Regions from separate parts of the Sus scrofa genome. Here all the other regions are linked to region 3. The links are chromatin contacts, called in public Hi-C maps. All regions are on one chromosome and are shown on one strand. The core of a region is the stretch at or near the end of the contact, and the rest is flanking DNA. Distances in the headings are between cores, read along the strand shown. Region 1 holds the start of C2H19orf60. Region 2 holds the start of RAB3A (RAB3A, member RAS oncogene family). Region 3 holds the start of SSBP4 (single-stranded DNA-binding protein 4).

The links. A called contact is a pair of places that touch in the nucleus more often than the background predicts.
Region 1: a Hi-C map of heart right ventricle shows a contact between it and region 3, with 4 times the contacts expected there. The contact joins the promoter of C2H19orf60 here to the promoter of SSBP4 in region 3. A contact is called at or near these places in 1 of 47 Hi-C or Micro-C datasets (heart right ventricle) and 1 of 2 datasets of contacts at active chromatin or transcription factors (alveolar macrophages).
Region 2: a contact with region 3 is called in a Hi-C map of liver, with 4 times the contacts expected there. The contact joins the promoter of RAB3A here to the promoter of SSBP4 in region 3. A contact is called at or near these places in 1 of 5 promoter capture datasets (fetal liver), 5 of 47 Hi-C or Micro-C datasets (embryonic fibroblasts, heart right ventricle, liver and 2 more) and 1 of 2 datasets of contacts at active chromatin or transcription factors (alveolar macrophages).

The regions. Positions count from the first base shown.
Region 1 is chr2:59,235,802-59,238,730 of Sscrofa11.1, forward strand. C2H19orf60 reads right to left here and starts at 1,270. Exons shown (of 5, transcript XM_005652933.3): 1 at 1,114-1,270; 2 at 937-1,019; 3 at 412-662. The coding sequence starts at 1,015. LOC106508380 (a long non-coding RNA gene) reads left to right here and starts at 410. Exons shown (of 2, transcript XR_001305188.2): 1 at 410-736; 2 at 846-1,460.
Region 2 is chr2:59,602,569-59,605,845 of Sscrofa11.1, forward strand. It overlaps RAB3A (RAB3A, member RAS oncogene family), which reads left to right and starts at 1,821. Exons shown (of 4, transcript NM_001123179.1): 1 at 1,821-2,048. The coding sequence starts at 1,821.
Region 3 is chr2:59,383,216-59,386,457 of Sscrofa11.1, forward strand. It overlaps SSBP4 (single-stranded DNA-binding protein 4), which reads right to left and starts at 1,322. Exons shown (of 17, transcript XM_021083516.1): 1 at 979-1,322. The coding sequence starts at 1,037.

The sequences.
Region 1 (2,929 bases), core at 20-2,519, 150 kb before region 3:
CGGCCCAGAACCTAGGGTGGGAGTCTAAGGTTACTCGGAATGGGACTGGGACACGGCCAGGAAACTCAAGGCCCCCAATCTTCAGGGGGTTGAGTACCACATCTGGGGTATTGGCAAAAGCCAGAGAAGAAGGAGCGCGGTAGGGGCGGAGTCTGGGATAGAGTAGGCGTGTCCTGGGGCTAAAAAAACCTGGATGTAAGTGGAGGCAGACAAGAGGGGACTAAACCTGAAAATTTCCAGTGAAACCTTAATGGACGACTAAAGTGGGGGCAAGAAGAAGTGGATTCTGGGGCGCCAGGGGCGGGACTTGAGAGGACGGAATCTGGCCCCTCCCCCAAGTGGCGCCCAATGGGCCAAGGCCCGAGAGACAAGCCCTAGAGTAGGACACACTGCTGCCGGGCGGGGCCTCACCGTGGCCAGGCGCGTCTCCTCCAGCTGCTGCAGCCTGCGCACGTGGCTCGCGAGCAGCGGCTGCTGTCGGGGTCCGGTCAGCTCCGCCTCCACCGCCAGCACTTCCCGAGAGGCGGCGGTGAAAGCCTGGGTCACCTCGTGTACCGTGCTCCGGTAGCGCGGGAAGTCGTAAGGCGGGCCGCTGCTCAGGTACTGGCGGTGGCCTCTGTGGCAGGTGGGGGTCCTGAGGCTACGGTCCCAGCTCTCAGTCCCTGCACCCGAATCGACCACCTGAAAGCCCCCCAAGAAGTGTCCCTGCCCTGGACCCCAGAGTATGGAGGACGTTGTGAGTACCGCAGGGTAACCCAAAACGGGCCCACCCCTGCGCATGGGGAGGGGGAAAGATCTGGTCTCCCTGTAAATCCCGCCCCACCTCTGACACTGCGTTCGCTCAGGTTCCCAGATTCTTCCCACGGCGCACCCGTCCCGCGAGCGGGCTGGGTGCTGAACCTTGCGACTTCTCCTTTCCCCTACGCCCACACTTACTCCTCCAGCCGACGGAAGGCCTGCGCGCGCTCAGCCTGCAACTGGTGGATGCGCTGTACCAGCACCCGGATCGGGGCATCTTTCTATGGGGCGGGGGGCAGGGCTGGGGCATGAAAACGGCGCCCTCGGGCCTGCACCGCCCACCCCATGCCTGTTCCCGCTCGGGCTCGAGCTCACCCAAGGCCACACCAGCTCCTCTCTTTCCGGGCCTCCCGTGTTATCCGCAGCCTCAGGAACCGCGGAGACAGCCGACTCTGCCGCGGCCTCGGCGGTGATCATGACTGCGCAGCCCTGGCCCCGCCCGGGAGCAGGTTGCATCGCTGCGCCAGGCGCCCCCTGGAGGCCCGGAGGCTTCTAGACCCAGCCTGCGGCAGGAAAAACTTGAGCGATCCTGGGGAAGACTGGGAAGCGAAGACAGCCAGCTTCTCTGTCCTGACACTCTCCAAGCACCCCCCACTCCCTTGTTTCCGTCCAGCGCCTGCCTTCTTAACATTTTTGATCTTGAAATGTACAGGTTCACTATAGAGCAAGGGTATTCCTCGGTTTGTTTCCATACGATGTCAACGCTCGACTTCCATCTCCTCACATCCCATCTCCACTCAAATAAGGAATGGAACCTGAGGTGATATCCGTCATCTAATGCCATAAGCTTGTGACAAGAGTAGAATCTGGAGTTCCCGTCATGCCTCAGTGGCTAACGCATCTGACTAGGAACCATGAGATTGTGGGTTCGATCCCTGGCCTTGCTCAGCGGATTAGGAATCCGGCGTTGCCTCAAGCTGTGGTGTAGGTCGCAGACACAGGTTGGATCCTGCGTGGCTGTGCCTGCGGCGTAGGCCAGTGGCTACAGCTCTGATTAGACTCCTAGCCTGGGAACCTCCATATGCCTCGGGTATGGCCCTAGAAAAGACAAAAAAAAAAAAAAAAAAAAAAGAGTACAATCTGAACGCAAGTTGACACTGGAGTCACTGGAACCCAGTCCACAGCAGATTCCCCGGGAACTACTCAGAAATGAGCTAGGAGAACCTGTGCAAAGGCCCTGATGTGGGAGTCTGGGGCAGGGCTGAGGCCAGCAGGGGTTCATATTAACCACAGAGGCCTGGGAGCTGGAGATAGAGCTCATGGGGTAGAGGAGAAAAATGGTGGTAGCCTGGCCTAAAGAGAAGGGGGTAATTGAACAAGATGAAAATCAACCACCTGGGGTATTAAGTGACAGCCTTTAGATGACACTCCAGGTCTCAGCTGTTTTTATTTATTTTATTTATTTATTTATTTTTGGTCTTTTTGCTATTTCTTTGGGCTGCTCCCGCGGCATATGGAGGTTCCCAGGCTAGGGGTCTAATCGGAGCTGTAGTCACTGGCCTACGCCAGAGCCACAGCAACGCTGGATCCAAGCCGCGTCTGCAACCTACACCACAGCTCATGGCAAGGGCAGGGACCCAAACCCGCAACCTCATGGTTCCTAGTCGGATTCGCTAACCACTGCGCCACGACGGGAACTCCTCAGCTGTTTTTAGGAAACACTGTCTAGGTTTGGGTTGTCATCTACAAGCTCCAATTTTTGCAAGACAAAAAAAAGGCATTGTCTTACCAGGGAACTACAACCCTCACCCGATTTGCTGGGGCCTGCCCTTCCCAAACATCATTGGTCTTGGGTGGGGCCCAGAAGCTAATGGTCAGTCCAAACTGAGAACAGGTGTTTTATGTGAGATGAGGGTGTTCCTTTCTACCTGCCCACACTTGAACACCTTTAGGGCCCAAGAATGAGAGTTGTCAATGTGCCTGACCAGACCCCATCAGACACTAGGCTTAGTCTATTCTCAGGTTATAGATAACATAACCCAGATGGGCAGGCTATGTGTGGCTCAAACTTTCCTGTGCTGTGGTTATGACAACTTCAGATGGGAAGGGCAGGGACCATGGCCCATTTTACAGATAATACAGCTGGAACCCAGGATAAAGGACCCCCATGCACTATGACAAATTGGGTAAT
Region 2 (3,277 bases), core at 571-3,070, 220 kb after region 3:
CTTTTGCACTTATTTTGAAATAGGAGACATGGAGCATCTTCTCGGTTCCTTTTTTCTGAAACTGGGGTGTTTAACGAGAGGTCACGGCACTCAGGACTGGGCGGGGACCCCCTGATCCCGGACCTGGGGTGCGCGGGGGTGGGGAAGGGGAACGCCCCCAGAAGACCAAGGCTCCGCCAAAGCCTCAACCTCTCCGCCCTTCAACCACTCGGGAACCAACGCTGGACGAGAGGAGGGCCGTGACAATCTTTTATTGGCTATTTAGCAAATCGCTTGAACACTTAAGCCAATCATAAGGCGCCGTGAAACCCCGCCTCCCTAACACTGGAGAGAGGTGGCCCCAGCAGGCGATTCCTCCCCTCCGGCACTGCTTTCGCTAGCTACTGGATGCGCTCGCTGGGCCCCGCCCCATTCTCGCGTCAATCTGCGTGGGGAGCCTCGCCCCTCCCCGCTCTGCGTGTGACAGTGGACCCTATCTCAATGCGTGGCTCCGCCCCAGGATGGCGTCACGGCCGTATCTGCATGTGAGGCCCCGCCCTGCTCTTTGCAGGACGTCACCAAGGACTGCAGGGGCCTGAGCCGCTGCCGCCGCCTCCGCTGCCGCGCAGCCCCACATCAACGCACTGGGGGCCCCGTCGCCACCGCTAGGGTCACCACCACATCACTGCAGGGCAAGGTGAGCTCCCGAGTGTCCCTGTGCACTCCCGCTCGGAGTACCTACATAACCTTCATTTGACTGATGGGCTGGCTGGGGTGAGAGACGAGGTTGGCAGGTGTTAAATGAGGGGAAGGATGCGGCGGTCGCGAGCCTGGGGAGGGGTAGGTTCCCCTTACCTGCTGGATCCTCCTCCCCACCCCCACCTCTCCACCCCGGTTCTGCGGCGGAGGGGGAGGGGAGACGAGACGGGTGCCTTGCGGGAAGCTGTGCGCGCGGGAGGCTCCATGCGTGCGCGTGCGCGTGGTGTGCACACGCGTGTGCGCGCCCGCCTGTACCGGCCGATTTGTGTGTACCCTTGCTTGGGTCCCAGGGTATGCTCTTGTGACCCCCCCGGGTTTCCCTACTCAAGTTTGTGCATGTTGCACGCGTGTGGAGGGGGACGCGTGGACTATGCGTGTGCGTGCACAGCAAAGTGCATACATGTACAGAGATGCGTGCCCATGTGGGTGACGTGTACTCGGCTGCATAGGTGGAGGACACAGTGCGCACGGGTGGATTTGCTCATTGGTATATGCATGTCGGTGTGCAGACAGGTGTCTGCCTCTGTCCTGTGCGCCGAGTGTGTTCGATGCTCAGATATGCACGAATGTGCCCTGGTGTGTGCCCTGCTGTGTGCACGTGAGCGTGAGCACGCCCTGCTCCTATCACGTGGGGTAGCTGCTTCAGCCCGAGCTCTCCCAGCCTGGGAATCTGGGAGGACTGCAGATACGCGTCCCCGCGGGTACCGTACACGCGTGTGCACGTGCGCTAGCGCCGCTCAGTTCTGAGGAACGTGAATGATTGATAGGGGGCGGGGCCGGCCGCAGTCACTCCCCTAGGCACAGCTGTAGGGCTTAGGTTGCTGTCGGACCAGGGGCTCCGGCCTGCAGCGATGTCTCCATCCCTTTCGGTCTGAAAGTCCTCCCCTGAAACCTTGGGCCTTTCAAGGTCAAGGCCCGCCCTCTGCTGTGGGCCCCACCATTAGTACTGGGGCTCCTGACGGGATAAAGGTAATCTCTGTCTCACTCTGGGAGCTCTGGAGTTCTTCCATCCTGAGTCTGGGCTTGGGCGTTTGGAGTTGGAGGGCGACCCTCTCACGCTCGCCTATGCCCCGTACCCCCAGATGGCATCTGCCACAGACTCGCGCTATGGGCAGAAGGAGTCCTCGGACCAGAACTTTGACTACATGTTTAAGATCCTCATCATTGGAAACAGCAGTGTGGGCAAGACATCCTTCCTCTTCCGCTATGCAGACGACTCCTTCACGCCTGCCTTTGTCAGCACTGTAGGAATCGACTTCAAGGTCAAGACCATCTACCGGAATGATAAGAGGATCAAGCTGCAGATCTGGGTGGGTCCAGCTGGGGGAATTCTGTCTCCATCACTCCCTCTCTGTCCCAAAGAGCAGCCCAGCTTTCCCTATTGCTTTCCTGTCTAGATTCATTCATTACACACTGAGCATTTTTTCAGGCCCTTACTGTGTACCACAGGATAGAGGCACAGAAGAGGGTATCTCGGTTCTTTCAGTGTGTCATCGGTGCTCTCCAAGGGTGGGGAAGTAGCAAATGCCAGGTAGGTCCTCTCCTACCTCTGACATCATTGGACACATCATTTGCTTGGTGCCTCAGCTTCTCTCCCCATCTTCAGCTTCCTCCATGTGGCTCTGTATGAGGTTTCAGAGAAATCTTGACCCCCCCCCCCACCTCATTCTCCGAGACAGGAACAGGCTCCTCTAGCCACCTCCCTCAGTGCCTCTGAGACATGAGGGAGCCTGCTAAATCCAAAGTCAGAACCATCCCTTCTCTGTTCACAGTTCTGCCAAGGCTCCCACCTCATCTGGGTTAAACCTGTGCCTTCTCCCCCTGGCTAAGATCCTGTGTGGTCTATCCTTGTTGATACCCAATCTCATTTGTATCCCTCCATCTCTACCTCAGCCTCTTCACTGTCTCACTGTTCCTCAAATATACCAGACATAGTCCACATCTGGGCCTTTCCCTGGGCTGTGCCTTCTGCCTGGATTACCTTTCTTCTTATCTCTGCAGGGCTCCCTCCCTCATCCTTCAAGTTTTTTGTTTTTTGTTTTTTTTTTTTTGTCTTTTTAGGGCCACACCCTCAGCATATGGAGGGTCCCAGGCTAGGGGTCTAATCAGAGCTGCAGCTGCCTGCCTACACCACAGCCACAGCAATGCCAGATCCAAGCCATATCTGCAACCTACACCACAGCTCATGGCAACACATCCCCAACTCACTGAGCTTGGCCAGGGATCAAACCCACATCCTCTTGGATACTAGGTGGATTTGTTTTCGCTGCACCATGACAGGAACTCCTGATTTTGGTCTATTTTGGTTTTTTGTTTTGTTTTTGTCTCTCTCTCTCTTTTTCCTCTTTTGTTCTACCCAGTTATGTGGTGGGTTTCTTGCCCTTTTTGGAGGTTTAAGATCTTCTGTCAGCATTCAGTAGATGTCTTGTACGAATCTTTCTACATGTAGATGGGTTTTTGTTTTTGTTTTGTTTTTTTTGATGTGTTCATTGGAGAAGATGAGTACCTTGTCTTACTCCTCTGCCATCTCAATCCCGAT
Region 3 (3,242 bases), core at 72-2,571:
AATACTGCAAAACCATTGGGTGCCCTTACTGTGAGGCAGTCGCAGCTCCAGCACCTTTCAAATGCTCCCCAAACCTAAGAGATGGCACTGCATTTATAAGGAAGGGAAAGTGAGCCTAGCAGGGGGTGCTCCCTCATCCAAAGCCACAAAACAGGTTAAGAGACAGTGTCAGAAGGCAAGGGAAGCACAGCAGCCCTGCTGCCTCCCCACCCCAAGAAGCTCTCATCACAGAGTCTGGAAATTAGCTACCTATCCTTCTAACAGCCTGAAAGCATCTGCTACCCACAGCCCAGCCCAGCCCCAGAACAAGTGGCAGGCCCCAGGACTGTGAGCCTTGCAGCTTCCTCAGGGCCCCATCCAGCCGCCCCAAGCCCGCTTGGACAGGTGGCCTTGCAGGCCCTTCTATCATCTCTCAAGCTTTTCCCAAGGAGCAGAAGTACCAGAGTAAGCAGTGTCCCCTACCTGGGAAACTTCCTGGGAGGATGGAGGAAGCTACACAAACTGTGACTCCATGCACTCACATATGCAACCTTGCACACCCAAGTCTCGACCGTCGGGGAGGTCTCGCGACCCTCTAGTCACTCTAGGATCTCGCGCGCCCCCTCAAATCTCGCACCCTCGAGTCTCGCGCGCCCCCGCAAATCTCGCACCCCTCGGGTCTCCTGCGCCCCTACTACTCTTTCAACCTCTCGAGTCTCGCGCGTCCCCTCAAATCTCGCGACCCCTTAAATCCCTCATGACCCTTTGGGTTTTGAGCGCTCCCACGTATCTCGCGCCTCCTTGAGCCCCCTCGGGTCTCGCGCACCCGCTCAAATCTCGCGGCCCTTCGAGCGTGCTCTGGCCCCGCACGCCCTGCACCCCGCACCCACGTGCCCAACGCAGTGCCCAACGCAGTGCCCGCTGGCGGTGGGGCCCACGGAAGCGGCGCGGCCACTGAGCCCCGCCCCCGGCTCCCGAGGTCCCGGCCCACTGACTCACTTCTCGCGTGCCTGGCTGTCGGAGGGCACGGCCGAGCCCTTGCCCCCCTTGGCGTACATCCTGCTCCGTGCCGCCGCCGCCGCGCTGGGGCCCCACACCTGTCAGGCGGCGCCGCGGGCCGCGCTCCCGGTCGCCATAGCTACCCCGCGTCCCGGGCCTCACCACCCCGAGCCCCGCGCGGGCATCGCGGGCATCGTCCGCGCGGGGGAGCTCCAAACGGCCGAGACGGCAGCGGCGGCGGCAGCTCCAGCTTTGGCTCTGACCACGGGTTTTATTTTCTTCCTCTCTTCCCTCAGCGCGGGCTGTTCCGGGAAGCGCGCGCCCCCTCCTCCCGCCGCGCGCGCCCCCGCCCGCCGCCTCCCCGTCGCTCGCGGGCGCCGCTCTTAAAGGGGCGATGGCAGGAGCGCGGGTGGGTCCCGCCGCCAGGACCGTGGGCCGGGCGCGCAAGCGCAGTGCCCGCCGCGGGGGGAGGGGGCGCGGGCTGCTCACGCTCAGGGCATGAGTGGGGACACCACTTCTGGGGCACACAGCGGGACACAGCTGATCATGGCTACACACACATTGTCCAAATAGAACCAGCCACCCAAATTGTACACCTAAGAACACAAGCCCACACTTAATTGCGATAGCATTCTCCGACACAAGACTCCACACGTAAGTCCGCATAACTACTGGAATAACTACTGATAGACCTATAAAGCTACAGGCAGTCACACTGGATGTATCACCCCGCAGCACAGGTGGGGACCGCCATACACAGTCTGCCCAGAGACACGCAGGTATACACAGCTTAAATAGTTGCTGTTACAGAACACTGAAACAGACCACGCGCACCTCGGCACACACCTGCATAGACACGCATTTGGAACCGCTATGGCACATCTTCCAACAGCTGTGGAATGAGCCCAAGCAGCTACTTGCTGTCACCCTGGGGCACCCTGTTGCAGCCTCTGGAGGGCTCCACACAGGGGCCTGGGCTGTCACTGAGCCACAGATAACTGTGTCACACAGTCACACGCAACGCACAGTCACACAACAGAGATGCTCGCAGCACAAAGACACCACACAGACAAGAAGCTCCTGGGGTGCCCAGGCCACACGCTGGGAGCCACTCTGCACAGCCCTACTGTCACACCTCGTGTCAATAGTCGGTGCTGGGTGACGGACTGGGTCACTCCCGCCTGCTCCGCCTCTCTGCCAGTGTTGCCAGCTGTTAATGGCATGAATCCCATTTGCCTGGGTGCAGGGAAAGGGTATTCCATTCTCTCTCCTGGGACCCTTCTTCTACCCCCAGGATATTTTCAGAGAAGGTGGAGGCAGACACTCAGGCAAGGAAGGACACCCGCAGGGCAAGGGGTGCTTGGGAGGGGTGGAGGCCTGTGCGCCAGGGGACCTGTGGGCTGCGTGCGTGGGCTGGGTGAGGAGAGGCGGTCCAAGGTCCAACTGTGACTCTAGGTCTGGATGCTTCTGGGAATATTTGCCATAGGTATTCTTTTTTTTGCTACGTGCAACCAGTGTGTGTGTAGACATGCGGATCCTGTGTGAGTGCACGTGTGCATCGCTGTGTGTGGGAGGATTGGCAAGTACCCAGTCGCTGGCGGGGCAACTGTCCCTGGCTCTGCGACGGTGGCTGCGTGTCCGCGGCGGTTTTGGGGGGCCAAGTGACGCCACGTCACATTTTGTGCACTAGGTTGGATTGCTGCCTCCCTGGGACCTCTGTTGTGTGGTTGTGCGCTCAGATTTCCCATGTTGTGTGTTTGTGTGTGCGCGCGCGCGCGCGCGCGAGCCTTGATCGGAACGCCCTTCCCGCTGCCCTACGACCCCCATTATGCTTCCCTCTTAGAACCGCCCCCAATGGCCTCCCTCCGACCCAAGGCTTCTGGCGGGCGGGAAGTCCTGAACCGCTGGGGTTCCAGACGGACGAGGAGGAAGGGAAGGGCAGGGCCAGGCGGTCGTCAGCCCCGCCTCCATCCTGAGGGGCCCCGGCCGGGGTTGGGGGGGACGCCAGCCCTTCCCACTTCCTGTCCAGCCGGTCGTCCCCTCCCCCAGCTTCCTCTCCCGCGGGCCTCCTAGGCCCCAGGCCGGCGCGGAGGAGGGGCCCTCTCTGCGTTTTAATGGGGCGCGGCAGACTTGATTCTGTCGGGCGTCGAGCTGGCGACTGCCCAATGTCCCCGGGGCCGCCAGGGGATGTGGACATCAAGGACACCCTCATCGTAATGCCCACCAGTGCCCATCACCGCTCTTCAGCCAGGCACACAGAGGGT